Linked DNA regions of Mus musculus: all the other regions are linked to region 6. The links are chromatin contacts, called in public HiChIP or PLAC-seq and promoter capture Hi-C maps. All regions are on one chromosome and are shown on one strand. The core of a region is the stretch at or near the end of the contact, and the rest is flanking DNA. Distances in the headings are between cores, read along the strand shown.

Region 1 (3,170 bases), core at 158-2,657, 240 kb after region 6:
TTTAAATACTTTCTATGATTGCAACCAAATGTCACTCAGCCTGCTTTCTCATCGATGAATCGGAGACAGTTAACAACCCCTATTACATGGCATATATTGGTTAACAACAAACTCTCCAAACATAGGAGTAGCTAGAATTAGCATTCCCCATCTTAAGGTTCTCATCACATTCAAGGATAAATGGGTCTGAGGCCTCGGGGTCAAGACTTCAAGTGCTTAAATCTTCCAGCTTCCACTTTCAGATCAACAAGGTTAGGTAAAGGAACGCGCAGTGACAAAGTTTTTAGGAGCCCTGAGTTCCACAGCTTATCAGCTGTGAGATTTTACAGGCCATTCATTCTTATTCACTCCAAGGCACTGAAATCTTTGTTTACTACATAGTCTGGGCTGGCTCCAAACTCTGGCTCTTCCTGTCTCCGCAACCAGAGTCTGGGATTACAGGTGTTCACGACCGCGCCTAGATTCCAGTATTCTGTTAAATGGGGACTGTGTTCCAGCGCTGTGTACAACGGGCTGTTCTGTACGCAGGCTTAGGAATTAATGCAGTTTTCTGCCAGTCTCATCCCAACAAGCATGTGTCATCTCCATGTGGCATGCACTAGAGGCCATGTTGCACCTAGAACCAAGTTGGGCAGGTTCCTGAGGTTTCCCAATCCTGCAAACACTTATGTGGGAGTAAGAGTAGAGCAAGATGGTCACTTCCCTAGCAGGACTCAATAAGCAGCTCCTCCACTTTAGCCCCCTCACAGGCAGGCGGACCCAGCTAGGGTAAGTGGATCTTTGGAACGCCCCAGAGAATCCGTCCGCTGGCCTCGCGGGACGTCGAAGCCGGTTTCCTAGACGACCTTTCTCCACTCCATTTTCTCACTATCCCAAGGCTACCGCCTGTCCTCTTGTCCTCACTAGCTGCTGTCCCAGGCCCATACCCGAGTCACTGGGTACGTCAGGAAGTGGTGAGCAGCTCGTTGAACAAGAAGCTGGTTTAGAGAGACTTAAGCTCCACGGTGAACGCTAGGAAGAAAAGCTGAGCGCCGCTGGGTATGGGATGCCCGCTCAACCCAAGGCTGCGGTGGGGCTGGCGGAGCGCCACGTTTAGTCCCCAAGTGTCGCGACGCCCTGCAACCCAACCTCCCGAGGGCCCGCCCCTTAGTGCCTGCCCCCCAAGCTCCGCCCTCCCTTAGCTGCCAGAAAAACCCGGCTGAAGGTTCCGCCCCTCAGTCCCCTCTCCGAGCCTTGTCCCTCATGCCCCGCCCCTCTCGAAAAAGACCCGCTTTGCGGCCCCACCCCTTAGACTCCGCCCCCCCAGGTTCCGCGAACAGCCTTCCGAAACCCGGTTGAGGCCCCGCCCTAGGTCGAGACCACGCCCCCTGCTCATCCGCGCTTGTGGTTCCCGCTGATCTCTCCAAAGTCCCGCGGCCAGGGGTGTCGGCTTTCCGCCGCAGGCGGCCGGTGCTGCGCTAGGTCCTAGCCCCCTCCCCCCGGCCCCTCCTTCGATCGCTGTGGTCGGGTAGCGCCTGGCGGGCGGCCTGCGGGCGGGCCGTCCTCTCAGCCGTAGCCCACCCCCTCTTAAAGCCGCGGCGGGAAGATGAGGTTTCGTGAGCAGTTCCTGGGCGGCAGCGCCGCGATGCCGGGCGCGACCCTGCAGCGGGCCTGCCGCCTGCTCGTGGCCGTCTGCGCGCTGCACCTCGGCGTCACCCTCGTCTATTACCTCTCTGGCCGCGATCTGAGCCGCCTGCCCCAGTTGGTCGGAGTCTCCTCTACACTGCAGGGCGGCACGAACGGCGCCGCAGCCAGCAAGCAGCCCCCAGGAGAGCAGCGGCCGCGGGGTGCGCGGCCGCCGCCTCCTTTAGGCGTCTCCCCGAAGCCTCGCCCGGGTCTCGACTCCAGCCCTGGTGCAGCTTCTGGCCCCGGCTTGAAGAGCAACTTGTCTTCGTTGCCAGTGCCCACCACCACTGGACTGTTGTCGCTGCCAGCTTGCCCTGAGGAGTCCCCGCTGCTCGGTAAGACCCAGGATCTGAGGACGTGGACTCCTCGGATTTCCTCAGTAGGGTTCCAGGGATATTATCCTAAGATCTCTTTCAGGACTGCCAGCCACCAGGTTTTGATCAGAGTGCATAATCCCCAAGAAGGGCTTAATCCTCTTTGGGATGACCCAAAGAGAGGTTGGCTGGTGTCTCAAGAGGCAGGGGCCCTGTTGGGAAACCCCCAGGCTCTTACCCCAGCACCAGACAAGGCCCTGGAGACACCCTTGTTCTGGCCCAGGACTCAGGAAGTTTGAAGTTGGGGTCAGTTTAGAGTAGACTGAAAAGGCTGCTCTGCAACCTTCCCTACCTATAGTAGCAACACCGGCAACCTTCAACCTTCTGAGGACAAGACCGACAGTGAGAAAACCACCTCCCCTCCCCACCACCCTCCACTCCGCCTTAGAACAAGCCACTTAACTTTCTCTTTAAGGTTTCTTTCTGGTAAATGGAGATAATAAACCACACGTATTTTGGAGTTGTTTTGAAGAAGTAAATGAAACATTGTAACTAAGAGTTTAAAGAATGAGGATGAACTCTTAGAAAGTTGCTACAATTGTGGGATTTCCTCCTGTTTGTAGGTGCTGAACCAAGGGGCCTTCTGTCTCCCACCCCAAGTTCCTCCTCCTGATGCTTCCTCTTAACCAAACTGAGCAGGGCCCTCTCCAGGGGCAGAGGGCCTGTGTACTCAGGGGACTGACTGGAGGGCTAAAATTAACCCGGTCAATGGGGCTGCACTTTCCTGGAAATACTTGCCCAGCTGATACCAGGCAGGGGGGCAAGTATATGAGTTTGTGTTCCCAGTACTAGGCGACTGGCCAGGGTAGAACTTTGACTGGAGATCACAGGTAGTGCCAGGTTTTAGAGAATGTTTCGCAGAGTGAATCCCATCTCCCCACAGACAGACAGGCAGGCAGCGTGCTAATAGCTCTGTCTCATTCTGGGAAAGCCTTGGCAGAGCAGGCCTTCCTATAGCCTGTTGCTCAATGTCTCCAATAATTACTTCAATGTTTTCACATCAAGTTTGGGAGGAACCTCTTGGAATTGGCCAAACATGAGTAATCGAATTACTTTGGACTTGGTTGTTAATTTGGGAAACAGGAATAGTTCTATGGAAAGTGAAGTAGAACATTAGTCTGACTTCAAGCA
Region 2 (3,534 bases), core at 859-3,358, 180 kb before region 6:
AAACCAGCTGCACCTTACCTTATGGGTACAAATAGGGTTTGAACATAATTTTGTTTGTTGAGGGCTTATTGTTTACCAAGCAGACATTTTATATAATCTCTTTCTCTTTCCTGGGACAGGTTTCTCTGTGTAGCCCTGGCTGTCCTGGAGCTTGCTCTGTAAACTAGGCAGCCTGCATCTGCTTCCTGGGAACAAAGGCTTACACCACCACTAATTAACCTCTTAATTCCAACGTTGTGGATGTATCTAACCTAATAAGCTACACATAGACAATAGCCACATAATCACATTTTATTATGTGTGTTCTTTTGTTTTTGTTTTTTGGGTTTTTTTTTGTTTTTTTGGTTTTTCAAGACAGGGTTTCTCTGTATAGCCCTGGCTGTCCTGGAACTCACTTTGTAGACCAGGCTGGCCTCAAACTCAGAAATCTGCCTGCCTCTGCCTCCCGAGTGCTGGTTTATTATGTTTAAATGTATAATTTTTAACAAGATATAGCTCAGCTGTTTAGAGCAATTGTCTTTCCAGAGGATGTTGGTTTGATTTCCAGCACCTAGAATATGGATCATAACTATCTCTAACTCCAATTTCAGGGGACCCAATCCCATGTTCTGACCAGGCATGTATGTGCTACATATATACATACAGGTAAAACATCTATATATATATGAATGGTATATATGTATATATTTGAAATACATATTAATCAGGCATGGTGGGTGACTCTTGTCTATAATCCTTGAAATACCACCATTTGGGAGACCAAGGCAGGATGACTGCTGAGAGTTAGCGGTCACCATGTACTGCACAATAAGGCTAGGTTAGTCTGGGCTGGAGTTAAAGTGTTTTAAACATCTAAAAAAAAATTATTTATTTAATGTATGTGAGTACACTGTGCTGTCTTCAGACACCCCAGAAGAGGTCATTGGATCCCATTACAGATGGTTGTGAGCCACCGTGTGGTTGCGGGGAATTGAACTCAGGACCTCTGGAAGAGAAGTCAGTGCTCTTAACCACTGAGCCATCTCTCCAGCGCAACATCTATCTATTTATTTATTTTTTAAAGATATGCTAGTGATTAATCTTTATTTGAGTCGGCCTGTGGTGTCACGTGCCTTTACTCCCAGCACTCTGTGAGTTTGAGGCCAGTATGGTCTACAAAGCAAGTTCCAAAACAGGGAAGCCCTGTCTCAAAAAATCAAAAAACAACAAAACTCCATTACTTTTGCTTAATCTCCTGAGGTTAACATCTTTACTAAGAGGTGGATCAGGTAACTTCTCAACAAGGAAAACCTGATTTAGGTTTCTTATGCCAGAAAATAACTTTTCCTTTCCTATTTGCAAAACCGGTCCGATACTAGTAGCCTTTTGGGCTAGAACACCTCTAACATCCCGTTGGCGTTCAAGGAATGGTAGTTGTTTCCTGCAGAAGAGAGTTGGGAATGCAGAAAGCAGTCCACATTTGACTACATTGAAGTCTCGTGGCCTTCAGCCGAGGACGTTCTGGGTGTCTGGCTCAGCAGCTGGCGGTTGGCGTTTTCCCGCGCAGAGGGCAGGGCGGAGCGCCAGCCTCGCAACGTGGGAGCTAGACCCACTCTCCGCCAGAACTACACCTCCCAGCAGGAACCACGCTGGTTCGCTTGGCAGGTGGCACCCATTGGTACTAACTCGGAAGCTAGCCATAAGATGCTCGAATAAGTCAGAATCAGGAGTTGTACTTAGGAGCACGCTGAGAAAAGGCGGTCGTAGAGAGTGCCTTTGCCGCGCAGCACTCTGGGAGTTGTAGTTCGCCCTCAAAACGTCTAGAAGCCAGGCTTGCTTTGAGTGGCTGCACCATGTCACGTGACGAAAGAGCCGCACGCATCGAGCATCTTGCAGTGTTTCTGAGGTCATCATAGCGCGACCGCACGCTTTAATAGTGGGTTCTCTATAGGCGGCGGATAGTACGACCCTGAAATTCTGACCACAAGCAATGTCACCATCTCCGCCGCCTCCACATAGTTCCTCTCGCTCAGCTCCCAGAGCTGTGTTAGCCAGCCGGGTAACCCCGTTCAATCTTCAAGTACTGGCTCCACCCTCTCCCGTGACGTAGGGATCACGTGACGGGCAGGGCCGCCTCTGCCGCCGCCGCCGCTTTGTAAGAGGCACATTGGCAGGTAACGAGCGGCGGCGGCGGCGGGTCCCGAGTCCAACGAGAGCAGCAGCGGTAATTGTCACCCGGTCCCCTTCATCCTGCCTCCCAGGGCCCTGAACCTTGCAGTGTATGCTTTCTGGACCTGGGCTAAGGTCTTCTGAACTCCCAGCCCCCTTTGGGATGCCCCAGCGTCTACTCGGGTGGATCGGGCCGAGCTTCCCTCGCTGGCTTCATGTTTCCGTAGTGTGTCCAGGCCTGAGCACTCTCTTTCCTCTCCCGCTCAGGTTGCCCTGTGCTTCCTGCTCCACCCCCCACCCCCCATCCTAGTTGGCCGGCCCCACCCAGCCCCAGGGGGCGCCTTCCCCTCCCCCCCCTTTGGGTTTTTATCCTGGAGGGTGTGGTTTTCTCTCCCACCTCGGTCCCTGCACGTTGGCAGGAGCTCCTCCGCCACGCTGTCGCCCCATCCGGACCACCTTTCAGCTTTCTAGTCTGGCGCCTGTCCTGGGACTGGTCTTAGTGCCCAACTTCTGCGCTCTAGTCTCTCCCCACTTAATCTGAAGGCATAGTTCAATTTTACTACTTTTCATTACTGTGGTCTTTGGTGTTAGTTGAAACTCTGTGAGTTTCCTCTTCATGCCCTATTGAAGTCTGGTGGTGTCATAGTTTATTTATTCTTTAAGGTGAGGTAAGAGTGCTTGTGAACTGTAAAGCGTTGTTAGAAATTCAAACAAATTCTTTAGCCTGGTGCGTTCCAGCTCAGTTTTCCTAGTCAGCTCTCCCACCTTCCCCCCTGCATTTTCAGGTTTAGTTACCCAGGCATAGTCAGCTCTCCCACCTTCCCCCCTGCATTTTCAGGTTTAGTTACCCAGGCATGTCAACTGTCACCACTTAGGATTCGTGTTTTCTCTTTGGGTTGGTCTTGGAAGTCTTCCTGCAGTTTTTTGCTTTAACATAATCTCGTAGTTTACTACCACTAATACGCCTTTCTACTTTATTTCCAAGGTGCATAGTCTGCCTACTCTTTACTTTTCTCCAGCAATTGTGTACAGTAACAATTGGAGCTTTTAGGTGATTCTATGAGGTACCCAGAGATCATTTATTTGAAGAGCATGCCTTTTTTTGGGAGGGCGTTTTTGAGAGAGGGTTGCACTACCTAGCCAAGGCTGGCTTTTAACTTGAGAGCCTCTTGTCTCAGTCTCTCTAGCTCGCTCGCTCGCTCGATAGTTTTTACAGGGTTTCTTCATGTTACAACCTTGGCTGTCCCCCACTTGCTTTGTAGACCAGGCTGGCCTTGCACCCATAGAGATCCACCTGCATCAGCCTCCCAAGCACTGGGATTAAAGGCATGAGTCACCATGCACCTCTTGCTTCAGTCTTTCTATGCTGGGATTTCAGTTTGCATG
Region 3 (3,299 bases), core at 8-2,507, 220 kb before region 6:
TGCAGACCTAAAAAGGGTGGCATTTTATGAAAGAAAGTGACTTATTAGATGTGGTTGCACACACCTTTAACTCAGCTCTGGGGAGGCAGAGGCATGTGGAGCTCTATAACTTTTGAGGCCAGATTGATTTATATAACATGCTGCGTTCCAGACCAGCCAAGACTATACACTGAAACCCTGTCTCAAAAAAAAAAGGAAAGAAAGAAAAGGAATAAATAAAAGAAGGGGAAAAGTGACTTGAGGTTTAGACAGGAGTCAAAATAGACAGGGAGCTGGAGAGTAAAGAAGTGGAGAATGGAATCTGGGGACTCCGTATGTGTGGGGAGACCTGTGCCAACAGGCATGTGAGGCAGCCTGCGTTAGCTCTGGTACTTTGATGTGGCAAAAATCTGACCATACTGCTGCCTTCCTACCCTGAATCCATCTTGAAGGAGTGTGATGTGGGGTTCTCTGCCTTCCTTAAAGTGTCTAATCTTTTGTGCCCATTGACAGTTTGTGAGAATGTTGGGGGAAAGTGCTAAATGTGAGGCTACTAGTTACAGGATTAAGAAACGTCTTCTGAGGTATAAGGAAGGGTCAGAACCTGGGCCCTAGCAGCCTTAACTCATTCTCAACAGGCCAACTAAAAGACAAAGTGTAAGGGGAAACTTGAAGAAAGGTGTTAACTCGGTCTCATTGGAAAGAACAACGACGGGACATTCTCTTATCCTAGTCCATCTTAGGGGCTGACGTGTGGTTTGTTTAGGCTTAAAGGCAACAGCTATGCTTAAGTAAGCAGTCGTCGGCAAGGTGTGGTCGCATCCATCATCTGTTCGCCCAGTTTCTCTGGGAAGGTAGTCTGACAAGTTTTCCCAACTGTGATCTATCTTTCCTGGAGTCAAGTTCCTCTATTGGCTGGCATCTGTGCCCTTGTCCTTTCCTTCTCCCAGGAAAACTGCAATTTCTTAGAGTCCAGTGTTTTAATAGTCTGATTGCAATCTGGCAATCAGGGTGTCTAGAATATCTTTAATCCTACCATGATGGTTACAGGTTCAAGATTGGTCCCGCAGCCAGGCAGCTCATGCTTACTTCCGCATGCCAGAGGATGAGCTGGCTGAGGTCGGAAATGTCCCGACAGAAGGCTGGATTCCTTTGGCCACAGCTTAACCGCCATTGGCAAGAGGCAAGCGGAAGTTCTCCGAGGACATCAATTCTCCTTGCTGCGCTTAAGTCCCGCCCTGCTGGTCTGGGCGGTGTCTCCGTGGCGACGTGCTGCTATGTGCGGCTGCGCAGGAGTGACGGGGCGCGGGCGAGTGGGAGGGGGGTGTTTTGGTTCTCGCCGCTCGCCGTCCTTTCCAGACACGGCGGTAGGAAAGCTGCTTGTTCCTGCTTTTCCTTCCCCTTCCCTTCCCCTTCCCCTTTCCCAACCCGGATTTTCCCTTCTTCCATTTACGCGCCTCATTTTGATCGACTGCTGCCCGGGATCCGAGCCATTTTCCGGGCCGGGCGCTCGAAAGCGCGCGGCCCCAGGGCCCGGTTCATGACCCGTCGCCCTGCCGCCCCTTGCCTTCTCCGCCTCATGTGGCTGCGGGGCCACGGCGGCGCTGCCCACTATGGCCCGGAAAGCAGTTAGCAGGAAGCGGAAAGCGTCTGCCTCGCCAGGAGCCGGGAGCGACGCTCAGGGCCCGCAGGTGAGGGCTCACAGGTCTGGGTCATCACCTAGCAGGGGCTTAGGGCGTTCCAGCTGGGTTCAGGAACCTGGGGCCAGGGCGGGACGAGAACCGGAGCCGGGACTGTAGAGCAGTGACCGGTCCTTCTGCAGTGTACTGGCGAGCAGGCGGGCCGGAAGGGTGAGGAGCCAAAAGAAAACTACAAAATGACGCCTTCCGCTGGAAGTCAGCAGCTAGGGATAGAGAGCTTCAGGACCTCCTCGTTCCTGGAGGGAGGAGAAAATGAAGACAAGGGGAATCGGAAGTAAGACCGACCTTCCGAAGTTACTGGGAAGGAGATTGAAGTGGACCTTCCAGTGGCACTAGGAATAAGGGCCGATGGTCTCTTATCAAGGAAACCATCTCCTAAACTGGGTGCAGGCCCCTTTGGCTCTTTAGACATCTAGAAGAAACACCAGGTGTCATCTCTATATTGCCCCCTTTGGAGAGGAAGGCCTCTTGGACTTGGGATTCCGACGCAGGTTACCCCGTTGGTATTTGATTTTTCGAATTCTAAAACTGCCCGCAGCGCAAGTCGCGCGGAGTCAGATGAGCGGCCATTGACTGTACATCCCTGGAAGATCCGAGACCCCAGTCTGGCTCTTTGAGCTATACTCTTTATGCTCTACGGGGTGCACAGGCGGAGAGGGAGAAGGGGGCTGGGTAGAAGTGCAGCCCAGGTGGGTTCTGTAATATGGACTTCATTTCGTAACTATCAAGGACACCTGGGTATATGTTATTTCTGAGCCCTCCACTTTCCTCAAAGGTTTAGTTAACTTTTTTTTGCCCTGTTTATCCATTTTCTAAGTAGTCTTCATTATGAGAGCCTTATTTCAGTGCTAGCCGAGTTAAACTGTACTTTCTGGATTACAAATCTTCTGTTAAATGTTTGATTGTGTAAATCCCGAAGGACGAATTCGTGTTGGTTCTTTTATAAAACGGTCAGACTTCTTGTCTGAAGGAAAAGTGGCCAAACCCCTGATTTCTGATGTTGGCTTTCACAGTTTGGCTGGGATCATTCGCTGCACAAAAGGAAAAGACTCCCCCCAGTGAAGAGATCCCTAGTGTACTACCTGAAGAACCGCGAAGTCAGGCTCCAGAATGAGACCAGCTACTCTCGCCTGTTACATGGTTATGCAGCACAACAGCTTCCCAGTCTCCTCAAGGAGAGAGAATTTCACCTCGGGACCCTTAATAAAGTGTTTGCTTCTCAGTGGTTGAATCATAGGCAAGTGGTGTGTGGCACGAAATGCAACACAGTAAGTATCAGGAGTGCTCTTTGTCTTCCTTTTGTTGCTGCTGCGGTTTGGTTTGGTTGAGACCAGGGTTTTTCTGTGAAGACCTGGCTGTCCTGGAACTCACTCCATAGACCAGGCTGGCCTCGAACTATCTATCTGCCTGTCTCTGCCTCCCAGAGCTCAGCGGTGTGGGCTGTGCTTCCTTTTTCTTAGGTCTGAGATGTGGGACTTGGTTTACTCTAGCACCTTTCACTGTTCGTCTTTCCCCGTTTGTTTGCCTTTTTTTTTTTTTTTTTTTTTTTGTAAGCAGAGTTGGAGTTTATTAAGAGATTTTTAATTAGAAGTGTTAGGACAAAGAAGTGCTCAAGGAATG
Region 4 (3,194 bases), core at 611-3,110, 190 kb after region 6:
GGCCATGGACCCAGACACAGCTCTCAGTAGCAGCATGGGCTGGGACTTTACCATGGCCTCAGGTGGCAGAGCAGGCTACTCACATCGGTTGTTCCTCTCCACCCTCACATCTCTAGTTCCGCTTCTCTTCATAGTACTCAAACCAGTCCACGGCTCTTTCTCTCCCATCTCTTCACCACATCACCTCCAAGTGTCTTCTGCCTACCCTCACCATGGGTTGGTAGGTGGCCTTCTGCTTGTATGTATGCACAGCAGACCTGGCCCTGGTGGCTGGTGGCATGTGCACAGGTGATCTGGCTCTGCCCCTTGCTGGCTTTAGCATTGGGTGAGCTAGCTAGGGCAGTGCTGGAGAGCTGGCCATGGTGGTGTGGTACAGGAGAGCTGGCAGGCTGACCAACTCAGTTACCACCCAGGCCCAGAGCTGGTACCCAAGAGCTTTGAGTTGGTACACAGCAACATCTACCCCATTGAAAAGATGTACTAGGGGGTTGGGGATTTAGCTCGGTGGTAGAGTGCTTGCCTAGCAAGCGCAAGGCCCTGGGTTTGGTCCTCAGCTCTAGAAAAAAAAAAAAAAGACAAAATAAGAGATGTACTAGGTGTTGGAGGGATGGCTCAGCAGTTAAGTGTATACTGCTCTGGATCCGAACCCAAGTTTAATTTCCAGGACCCATGTTCAGTGACTTCCAACTGCCTGTAACTCCAGCTTTGGGAGTTCCATTTCCTCTCCAGTTTCAGGAGATCTGGCACCCTTTCCTGGTTTCCATGGGCACCAGGCACACATGTCGTTAATAGACATACATGTAGGCAAAACACTCATATGCATAAAGAAAATTAATCTTTTTAAAAATAATTTTTATTTTTTTTTTTTAAAGATTTATTTATTTATTATATGTAAGTACACTGTAGCTGTCTTCAGACACTCCAGAAGAGGGAGTCAGATCTTGTTACGGATGGTTGTGAGCCACCATGTGGTTGCTGGGATTTGAACTCTGGACCTTCGGAAGAGCAGTCGGGTGCTCTAACCCACTGAGCCATCTCACCAGCCCTAAAAATAATTTTTAAATATTTATTTATTATTGTACATAAGTACACTGTAACTGTCTTCAAACACACCAGAAGAGGGCGTCAGATCTCATTACGGGTGGTTGTGAGCCACCATGTGGTTGCTGGAATTTGAACTCAGGACCTTTGGAAGAGCAGTCAGTGCTCTTAACCACCAGCCATTTCTCCAGCCCAAGAAAATAAATAAAAAATAAAATTAAAAAATAAAAGGCTGGACATGGTGGTTTACACCTTTAGTCCCAGTGGTCCAGAGGCAGGGGCAGAAGCAGGTAAATTTCTGTAACATTAAGGCTAGCCTGGTCTACATAGCTCTAGGTCAGCCAGGGCTACACAGTAAGCACCTGTCTAGATAAATAAATGGATAAATAAATAATTCATTTAAAATCTTTGTTATTTACCTGTGTGCATGAGTGTGTGGGTGTACCTGCCTGTATATGGGGGAGTACACGCATACTCATGCCTGTGCAGGAGAGGGGACAGTAAGGGACCATCACTCAGGGTCTGTAATCATGCTCACCTGCTGTAGACAGGCTTAATCCACACCACTGTGGCACAGATAGGCCTACAAAGAGAGTTCCAGGAGAGGCAAGACACACAGAGGGACCCTGTCTCAAAAAGCCCAAACCAAACCAAGAAATATCAACGCAAGCAAGCAAGCAAGCAAGCAAGCAAGCAAGCAAGCAAGCAGCAAAAACCCCAAACCCAAGTGAAGGCCGAGATTGGGTTGTACAATGCACATGCTTATCTCTCCGGCAGATCAATGTAGCCAGGGAACTGGCCTTTTATTATTAACCAAGATGGCATGTGCCACATTGTTGCCAAGGAAGCAGAGTGAAATAATTAACCATTACGCTGTCTCGCAGTATGCTAACAGAAGTCTTGACCCAAAGGTCATAAAAGCTAAAATGTTCAACCTGGTCCACTTCTCAAGAAAGCTACTTATATCCGGCGGCCCTTTCAGCAGCTCCCGGGTGTTGAGCCAGAGACAGGTGAAAAAAAAGATTTCTTCTGTTCTAATGGCATTCGCTAAATATTTACTATTCGGGAGAGTTGATGGGTGTAAGAGCTGCCAGCCCTTCTGGGCGCGGTGATTGCCTCCTGCCTAGCCTGAAAGTTGCCAAAGATCCTGCTTGCAAAGGTGGGTGTGGGGCAGGGTGTGATCTTGGCTCACCTTGTCCTTTCCACCTGCCCGGAGAGGTCCGGGAACCCTGACCAACACCTCTTCGTTAACTTTTCCGACAGCTGCGGGTTCTTCCTTCCGGGATTCCCCCGGGGCGCCCCTGGGAGCTGGGAAGGGCAGGAACCTGTCTTTCCCACAGCATCTGGCAGCCTGCCTTGGCTTTACTTGCTGTGCGGCCTTGCCTGCTGCTTTCCCTTTTCAAAAGGGGGAATCTCAACTGCTGCTAGACTGCATTAATGGGGCAATTTAAGTGCTGTAGCCAAGCTTCCTGCACATCGACAGTGTCTCTTCATGGTGGCTATCTTAGCTCCCAGATTGTGTGGACCTGGTTGATGAAGAGAGACCCCTCTTCGAGCGCCTCCAGATCTACTCTGACCCACCCCACCAGAAGCATCACCTCCTGTCAGCCTTTCCCTCTCCTAACAGCCACCAAATACTTATCAATAGCTCTTTAGCTGGCTGTGGGGCTTCACACCCACCTCTTCCCTGTTGGGATTAAAAAAGAAAAAATTAAAGATTTATTTATTTATTATATGTAAGTACACTGTAGCTGTCTCCAGACACACCAGAAGAGGGCATCAGATCCCATTACAGATGGTTGTGAGCCACCATGTGGTTCCTGGGAGTTGAACGCAGGACCTCTGGAAGAGCAGTCAGTGCTCTTAACCTCTGGGCCATCTCTCCAGACCCCAAGCTGGGATTTTATCTGACATGAACTAGACAGATCTTGTCACAGTCTGGGGGTTCATAAGAGCATCTGCCCTGTGTGTCTGGAAAATGCTGTTTTCCTTGGAGTCTTCCACCACTTCTGGTCCTTACCCCCCCCCCCCCACGCTGCATCCCCCCCCCCCCCGCCCCTGTAGGTCCCTGGGACTTGAGGGGAGGATTGTGATATAAACATCTCATTTAGGGCTGAGCTTTCCAAAGTCTCTTATTCTCTGTACTTTGGCCA
Region 5 (3,296 bases), core at 393-2,892, 250 kb before region 6:
TCAGTTTAACTAAGCATGGATATTAACTAGAAAGAGCAATTTTTATAAGCCAGTGGGTAGTACATTCCTTTTGTCCCAGCACTTGGGAGGCAGAGGCAGGCAGGTAGTTCTCTGAGAGTTCAAAGCCAGCGTAGTCTACAAAACAAACTCCAGGATTGCCAGAGCTACACAGAGAAACCTGTCTCCAAATTTACAAAAAAAAAAAAGGGGGGGGCTGAGCTTACTGACCAAAAAAAGAAAAAGAAACGCTTTTAGATTTATTTCATATATCTGAGTGTTTTGCCTGCATGATGTATGTATATATACCACATCCCTGCCTATTAGCAGAGGAGCATCAAAAGGTGGCACTGGAGTTATGGATGACTGTGAGATATCATGTGGGAACTGAGAGTTGAACTTGGTTGGGTCCTCTGCAAGAATGAGTGCTCTGAATTGTTTAACCTTCTCTCCTCGCCCCTAGAAGACCTATTTATCAATGAAAACGAAATGCCTTGTTATACCATCAAATTAAAAAAAAAAAATTCAGGTAACACACACCATGTTTATTCAAATTCCCAAATACTAACAATTACAACTGAGAAGACAAAACACTTTATCCATGAAAATGTGAACAGAATTTGAGTTTACAACACTCTATGATGTCTGTCTAAAAAGTATCAAAATCTCACTCCAGTTCAATACAAAATTGTTTTAAATAATTATATTTCTAAGTCTCAACTCAAAAAACACGAGGCAACAACACAAAGGTGAGGGATCGCTGGTCAAGAGAAATGCTTAGCCTCAAAAGAAAGACACGGGGTTGTTTCTGAGACCCAGGGGTATAGTCCAGGTAATCGCCCAGAAAATTAAAAAAGGAAGAAAAATCTAGAGAAGACCACAGTGATGAGACAGTTAGAGAAGACCACACAATGCCAAAGATATCCCCCAAAGCAGTCACCCCCTGGTCTGATTTCTCTCCCTCATCTCTCGCTCAGATAACTAAATCCTCACATCCCAAGCTCACCCTCAACTCCCCAGCGCGCTACCTTCTTTACTAAATCGGGGTTCCTCTCCTGGACCGGCTCTAGCTCCCACTGAGAGAAATCTTTCCCTCAAGCTCGAGATTTCCACTGAGCCTGTCTTCTGAGCGAATTAGTCCCCTTAATCCGAACTCATTTGCCCGCATCCCGTCCGCCCTCCGCCCCTTCAACTCCGGTCCCGTCACTCTGACCCTTCGCCCAGAATCCGCCCCGAGTCGTCGGTCGTCGTCCGGCTCTTCCTCCCTCCCGCTCCTTTACTCCAGATCCTTTCATCCCTCCAGGCTCCTGGGCGCCCGGTCCCCATCTTCCCTCCTCCCGGTCGCCCCGTACCGGCCCCTTCCCCCAACTCCGCCCCTCTCCCCCTCCCCCAGAGACAGGCCCCCTCACCTGAATGCCGCTGCTGTCCCGAAAGCTGAAAGGTGCTGGCGCCGCCCGGCCTCCCGGGCTCAGTCTCCGCTGGGCTCCCGCTGCCCCTAGGGAGAGCAAACACCACCTCTTCCAACTCTACCCGCCCCGAGCCAGACCGTCACCGTAGCCACCACCAGTACCACAGCCGCCATGTTGAAGGCCTACTTCCCTCCTCCTTCCCCTCGACGCTCCGCCCCTTTAGGCGTCTGACATCATGGCGCCGCACCCCACCCGCCCCGACCAATGGGAGGAGCCGACAGTGACGTAACTAAATCCCTCTTCCAGAGCTGAAGGGTTCCTGCAACCGGGAGCTTCCTTACTGAAGGATCCCTGCGGACCCTAAGGGGAAGAAGAAAGGAGGGGTCACTGAGAGGGTAAGACTCGGGATAAGAGGCGCGGCCAAGGCGAGGACACGCCCAAAGCCTTAGCCGCGAATCCTCTTTGGAAATTAGAAACCCTCTCAGACTCGTAGACCAGTCTCATACTCTTTGGTCTCACTTTCTCCATTTATTTTGAGGTTTTGTTGTTTTTCAGAACAGGTCTCATATATCCTAGACCCAAGTTTATAAATAAATTGGTTAAACAGTAACTATAAATGTCTCTTCAATTTTAATATCCAGTGCATTCAAAGTCGAAACACAATCCAAGCCTTCACTGCTTTCTGTGTATTGGATATAGGCTCATGGAGAATTTATAATTTGATTAAATTAATATTTTTCTCTAAAATTTCATGATCAATGGAAGAAATAAGATCAGAGAGAGTTGACTCTAGTAAAACTCAAAGAGTATTACTGGTATGGAAAGTGCTTAGAGATCAAACCCAGGGCCTCCTAGACAAGCATCCTTAGCTGACATAAAGTGCTTTGGAGAAAACACAATGCACTGCCCTGTCTACTTTTCCAGCCTGTTTTGTCTCCAGATTTTATGTAGCAGACAAGATGGTATTTGAGCTTTGAAAAATGAGGAGGCTCTAACTCTGGGTGCAACATTGTGGGGAGGGGGTCACGGTGAGCAAGGAACAGCAAACTGTCAATTTTTGGTTATCTGTATTTAGTTAACAGATCTGTGGAAAGGCCAGTGAGCAAAGCAGAACTCTGGAGAATGAAAGTGGCCATAATAAGTGGGTGGCTCACACGGGGGGGGGGGGGGGGGGGGAACCTCTACACTAAAGTGAAAGCAGTGAACGTTAGGGAGTAGGAGTGAACTTGGGCAGCTTCAGGAGAGACTTCACTACAACATGCAATACAGAAAGGAAATGGTCAGATTTTCCAGCTCTCTCTCTCTCTCTCTCTCTCTCTCTCTCTCTCTCTCTGTCTGTCTCTCACGTACACGCACACATGCATGCCTGTGGGAGTCTGTGTGATTGTCTGTCTCTCCGTCTGTGTGTGTGTGTGTGTGTGTGTGTGTGTGTGTGTGTGTTTGACTCTCTTGTTTGAAGCAGGGTCTTGTGTAATCTAGACTGGTCCTAAACTTGCAATATTTAATACTGGCTGTCCTGGAACTCACAGAGATCGGCCCATCTCTGCCTCCAGAGTGCTGGGATCAAGAGTTACAGCACTGTATCTGGTTTAAACTAGGCTCTTACCAATCTCTTATTAAGAGAAACTGCAATTTCCTGGAGCACAAGAGAAGAACAAATATCTATAATCCCAGCATTTGAGAGGCTAAGACAGGAGGCTCCAGTTATTCTCAGCTGCATACTGAGACATCAAAACCAGCCTGAGCTACATGAAACACTACTCCTTCCATAAAAATAAATAAAATAGGGCTGATAGTACAACTCAGTGATAGAGCCCATGTTTGGCCAAAAGACATAAGTTCAACTGGCCAAACTGGCCTTAAAATGCTGGCAAAATAACTAATTAATTA
Region 6 (3,490 bases), core at 447-2,946:
CAGGCTAGCCTTGAACTCACCCAGTAAGATAACTGCTGAGTCCCACCCTCAGAACCCGTCGGGGGCCGAGTGCAGCCACTACCCCTCTGCCTAGCCTGGAGGCGCTGGTGGGGAAGACGGGTGACAGTTGTAAGGAGGGTCCTGTGGAGCTTGAATTTGTAAGCTTCCTGTCACCCTCCCAAGTAGCTGGTGAACTCTCTCTTTTTGAGACAGGGTCTTATTATGAAGCCTAGGCTAATTCCAAATCCACAATTTTCCTACCTTAGCTCGTGAGTGCTGGGATTATGGGTATGTGCCATGAAACCTGGTTGAGTTTAATCTCTCTCTAAAAAAAAAAAAAAAAAAAAAGCCAGGCGTGGTGGTGCACGCCTTTAATCCCAGCACTTGGGAGGCAGAGGCAGGCGAATTTCTGAGTTCAAGGCTAGCCTGGTCTACAGAGTGAGTTCCAGGACAGCTAGGGCTACACAGAGAAACCCTGTCATGAAAAAACAAAACAAAACAAAACAAAAAAAGTAAAAATAATTATGCCAGATGTGGTGGCTCCCGTTTTTTCAAATTCCGGCCCTTGGGAGGCAGAGACAGGTAGATCTCTCTTAGTTTAAGGACTGGGGCTACATGGTGCGTTCCAGGCCAGCCAGGGTTGCAAGGTAAGGCCTTATCTAAAAAAGAAAGAAAGAACGAAAGAAAGAAAGAAAGAAAGAAGGAAGGAAGGAAGGAAAGAAGGAAAGAAAGAAAGAAAGAAAGAAAGAGAGAGAGAGAGAGAAAGAAAGTGAGAGAAAGAAAGGAAGGAAGAAAGAAAGAAAGAAAAATTAATGATGATATACATGTGGGCACATGCACTGCTATGAACGTGTGGAGTTGGTTCTTTCTCTTCGGGTGGGTTTCAGGGATTGAATTCGGGTTGTCAGTCTGCCCTGGCAAGCGCTCTTCCTGTTGAGCCTACTCCCGGGGCCCCAGCTTAATTACTTAAAAGAGTAGATTTACATCGATGGGAGTGGGAAAGGAGGAGTTAAAAACAGCTGGAATTCACATGATGTAGCATGTGACATGTCAAGACAACAGCAGCTCAGCCAAGGGGGAAGGTCCACAAGGAGAAAGCCCAGGTATCCCGGCCCGCACGTGGCGCGTCCAGACGGTGTGACCAGGTCACAGGACATATACCATGCTAATCAACACATGCAACATGTGACATGTTCCCAGGGCACACGAAGCGCTGGTGAATTCTGGTTAGAACTCTGCATACACCTGCCTACCAGGGTCGTCACTCTGAGGTCTCTTCCCACTAGAGGTTTATAGCCTCCTTTAAAAATCAGCCGCCCGATTGAAGACCTGTTCTATCCAGTCATCGCAGCAAGCTGGTTCCTCACTCCTAGCGTGAGACGATGCCCACAAAGGCTCTCTGTGAAGGGGGTTGGGGTAGGGGGGTGGGGGGGGGTGGCGCTCGGGAGACCGCTTGCTCTTCCCGTTTTCACAGTATCCCAGTCCTCTCAGTACAACACTCACTCCCCTAAGAATCCTGCAGAGCCAACCCACCCTTAAAGCTCCACAGGACCCTCCTTACAACTGTCACCCCGCGTCCCCACCAGCGCCTCCAGGCTAGGTGGAGGGGTGGTGGCCGCACTCCGCCCCCGCGGGGTTCCGAGGGTGGGGCTCAGCAGGCTGAGCGTATAAAGGGCGCCACCTGCGCTCCGGGCCACCGCTCTCGGTGCCTTGCGCTAGCTACTTTGCACTCGTACGCCGCCGGACCTCGCCGCTGCCTGCCTCGCGCCATGGGTCGACAGAAGGAGTTGATGAATCGTTGTGGGGAGATGCTTCACATCCGCTACCGGCTGCTTCGCCAGGCGCTGGCGGAGTGCCTGGGGACCCTCATCCTTGTGGTGAGTGCAGGGTAGTGAGCAGTCCTATCTATTTCAGGCCCCGTGGTCCCCAACTCCTTATTCACTCCAGGGACAGTTTTCCAGGCAGACACGACCAGTTCCCCAGCTCTGCTCCCGAGGCTTAACCCTCAGGGTCAAGCTGACCTCCAAAGCCTTCAACAGTCTTGACAGTTCTAACTCAACTTGTGACAGTGCTACTTACCCAAGAACAGCTCTGCTATTTTGCCTTTCCCCCTGGAGACAGAGACCAAGGCTGCGGAGGGTCACCCCTTAGTGTGGGACCTCCCACACGTTTCCTGGCTTCCCAACTTTCCCAGGGCTCCAACCTCAGGACACAGCAGAGAAAGGCAAATGGACACCCCTATTAAGTTATTTGGGTCTTGGGTGTCTGGCCCCTAATGAATAATTAAGCCTCAGAAAGTCCAAAAGTTGCAGTGAAGTGAGGGCGGATTACGGCAGGTAGGGGCAGAGGGCGCAGATTTCTTGGGCTGTAAGCAGCAAAATCGGAAGAACGGAGATTGTGGAAGGAAACAGAGCCTAACAGAACAGTGGGCGCGTCTAAATGTGTTGTGCACACGCTGTAGGAGTCCTTCGGATCCTGCGACCCAGATGCTTCCAGCGTCTTTGCTGGCCTTTTGATCCCCCCTCTGCCTCTCCTCTCAATGGCCCCTGGTGAACCCCCAGATCTCAGGCTTCTGCAGTTTTGCCCCGAGTTCTGGTTAACTTGGCGCACTTCTTGATCAGACAGACACTATGGCTTTCATTTCCTGTCCCAGTTACTCTGATTTTCAGCCACTGACTTGTTTTTCTGAGTCTCTTCTCAATTCCGGTGTCCCTTTTTGCAGTGGGGTGGGTTACTTGAGTTCCAGCAACAGCCTCAGTCTTGGGTAGTGCAGATCAGTCAACTGGCGAGGGAACATGGTGGGGCAGGCTACACATGGAGAAAGGGGGCCCAAATGTGCCTCTGACTTCATAGACTAGTGGCCTATCAGTTGTCCCCACTCCCTCCTGCCTCGGTGGTTCCCTGTTTCCTATCTTGATTTGTGAGTCTGGCCACCTGTTCGGTTGAGAGCAGCAAGAGGACAAGGGAGGGTGTCTTACAGTTTCAAAATGGGGCCCCCTCATCCCGTCCCAGTTCTCAGAGCCTATTCCTCTGTAAAAGAACAGTCAGTCCCCCCACTGAGTCCCAGGATCACTTGGCTTAGCCTAGACCACAAAAAGAGGGTTCTGGATTTGTGGTGAAGGCTTTCAGGCTCAGGTAGATGCGAGAGATCAGGTGTCAGGGAAAAGCTTGAGGAGAGGGGAGAGCAAGCCTAGTGGATCCCCTGATGACTGAGGGCCTGCTCGTGTCCCTGTGTTGGGGACTTGAGACCTCTGTGTCAGGATCCAGGTTGACTTTGGGGTGAGGAAAGCCCCCTTTTTTCTGAGGTATATAGTTGGGTGGTATATGGGGTGAGGGGCTGGCTAAGAACCTGCAGCTGGGTGAAAGTGCAGGATAAGGAAGAGGAAAGATTAGCCCCAAGGTGGTGGAACTGGCTTTGACAGCCTCCTCCTCCGGAGGCCCCTTGGCACGGAGCCAAGTCTGGGCCTCAGGCAAAGAGCTCAGGCCAGGG

The links. Promoter capture Hi-C pulls out the DNA fragments that hold promoters and counts their contacts. HiChIP or PLAC-seq counts read pairs in DNA pulled down with a chosen protein or histone mark. Capture Hi-C pulls out chosen DNA fragments and counts their contacts.
Region 1: a contact with region 6 is called in a promoter capture Hi-C map of second pharyngeal arch cranial neural crest. The contact joins the promoter of B4galt1 here to the promoter of Aqp3 in region 6. A contact is called at or near these places in 5 of 39 promoter capture datasets (cranial neural crest, embryonic stem cells, frontonasal cranial neural crest and 2 more) and 4 of 115 datasets of contacts at active chromatin or transcription factors (bone marrow-derived macrophages, embryonic stem cells and pancreatic cancer cells).
Region 2: a contact with region 6 is called in a promoter capture Hi-C map of second pharyngeal arch cranial neural crest. The contact joins the promoter of Ubap2 here to the promoter of Aqp3 in region 6. A contact is called at or near these places in 10 of 39 promoter capture datasets (the 3T3-L1 cell line, cranial neural crest, embryonic stem cells and 5 more), 2 of 484 Hi-C or Micro-C datasets (embryonic stem cells and nephron progenitors), 6 of 115 datasets of contacts at active chromatin or transcription factors (bone marrow-derived macrophages, embryonic stem cells, memory CD8 T cells and 1 more) and 2 of 9 other capture datasets (adipose tissue and liver).
Region 3: a contact with region 6 is called in a promoter capture Hi-C map of adipose tissue. The contact joins the promoter of Dcaf12 here to the promoter of Aqp3 in region 6. A contact is called at or near these places in 6 of 39 promoter capture datasets (cranial neural crest, frontonasal cranial neural crest, hematopoietic stem and progenitor cells and 3 more), 3 of 115 datasets of contacts at active chromatin or transcription factors (double positive thymocytes, embryonic limb bud and embryonic stem cells) and 3 of 9 other capture datasets (adipose tissue, liver and pancreatic islet).
Region 4: a promoter capture Hi-C map of embryonic stem cells shows a contact between it and region 6. The contact joins the enhancer-like site here to the promoter of Aqp3 in region 6. A contact is called at or near these places in 4 of 39 promoter capture datasets (cranial neural crest, embryonic stem cells, frontonasal cranial neural crest and 1 more), 2 of 115 datasets of contacts at active chromatin or transcription factors (embryonic stem cells and stem cell-derived neural progenitor cells) and 3 of 9 other capture datasets (adipose tissue, liver and pancreatic islet).
Region 5: a contact with region 6 is called in an H3K4me3 HiChIP or PLAC-seq map of embryonic stem cells, with 6 times the contacts expected there. The contact joins the promoter of Ubap1 here to the promoter of Aqp3 in region 6. A contact is called at or near these places in 6 of 39 promoter capture datasets (cranial neural crest, embryonic stem cells, frontonasal cranial neural crest and 3 more) and 2 of 115 datasets of contacts at active chromatin or transcription factors (both in embryonic stem cells).

The regions. Positions count from the first base shown.
Region 1 is chr4:40,852,221-40,855,390 of GRCm38.p6, reverse strand. B4galt1 (UDP-Gal:betaGlcNAc beta 1,4- galactosyltransferase, polypeptide 1) reads left to right here and starts at 1,407. Exons shown (of 6, transcript NM_022305.5): 1 at 1,407-2,000. The coding sequence starts at 1,586.
Region 2 is chr4:41,273,709-41,277,242 of GRCm38.p6, reverse strand. It overlaps Ubap2 (ubiquitin-associated protein 2), which reads left to right and starts at 2,108. Exons shown (of 29, transcript NM_026872.1): 1 at 2,108-2,203.
Region 3 is chr4:41,312,859-41,316,157 of GRCm38.p6, reverse strand. It overlaps Dcaf12 (DDB1 and CUL4 associated factor 12), which reads left to right and starts at 1,257. Exons shown (of 9, transcript NM_026893.3): 1 at 1,257-1,670; 2 at 2,693-2,947. The coding sequence starts at 1,593. It overlaps Gm46891 (predicted gene, 46891), which reads right to left and starts at 1,816. Exons shown (of 2, transcript NR_168697.1): 1 at 1-1,816.
Region 4 is chr4:40,907,542-40,910,735 of GRCm38.p6, reverse strand. No RefSeq gene overlaps it. Among named protein-coding and RNA genes, the nearest start is that of Spink4, 11 kb to the left of the region's middle. Within about 2 kb of position 1,860, at least 50 of the 459 cell types and tissues checked have an H3K27ac peak or open chromatin away from gene starts, as enhancers often do. A contact at or near this core is called in embryonic stem cells, liver and pancreatic islet, where this site is marked.
Region 5 is chr4:41,347,342-41,350,637 of GRCm38.p6, reverse strand. It overlaps Ubap1 (ubiquitin-associated protein 1), which reads right to left and starts at 1,642. Exons shown (of 7, transcript NM_023305.3): 1 at 1,407-1,642.
Region 6 is chr4:41,096,389-41,099,878 of GRCm38.p6, reverse strand. Aqp3 (aquaporin 3) reads left to right here and starts at 1,696. Exons shown (of 6, transcript NM_016689.2): 1 at 1,696-1,877. The coding sequence starts at 1,770.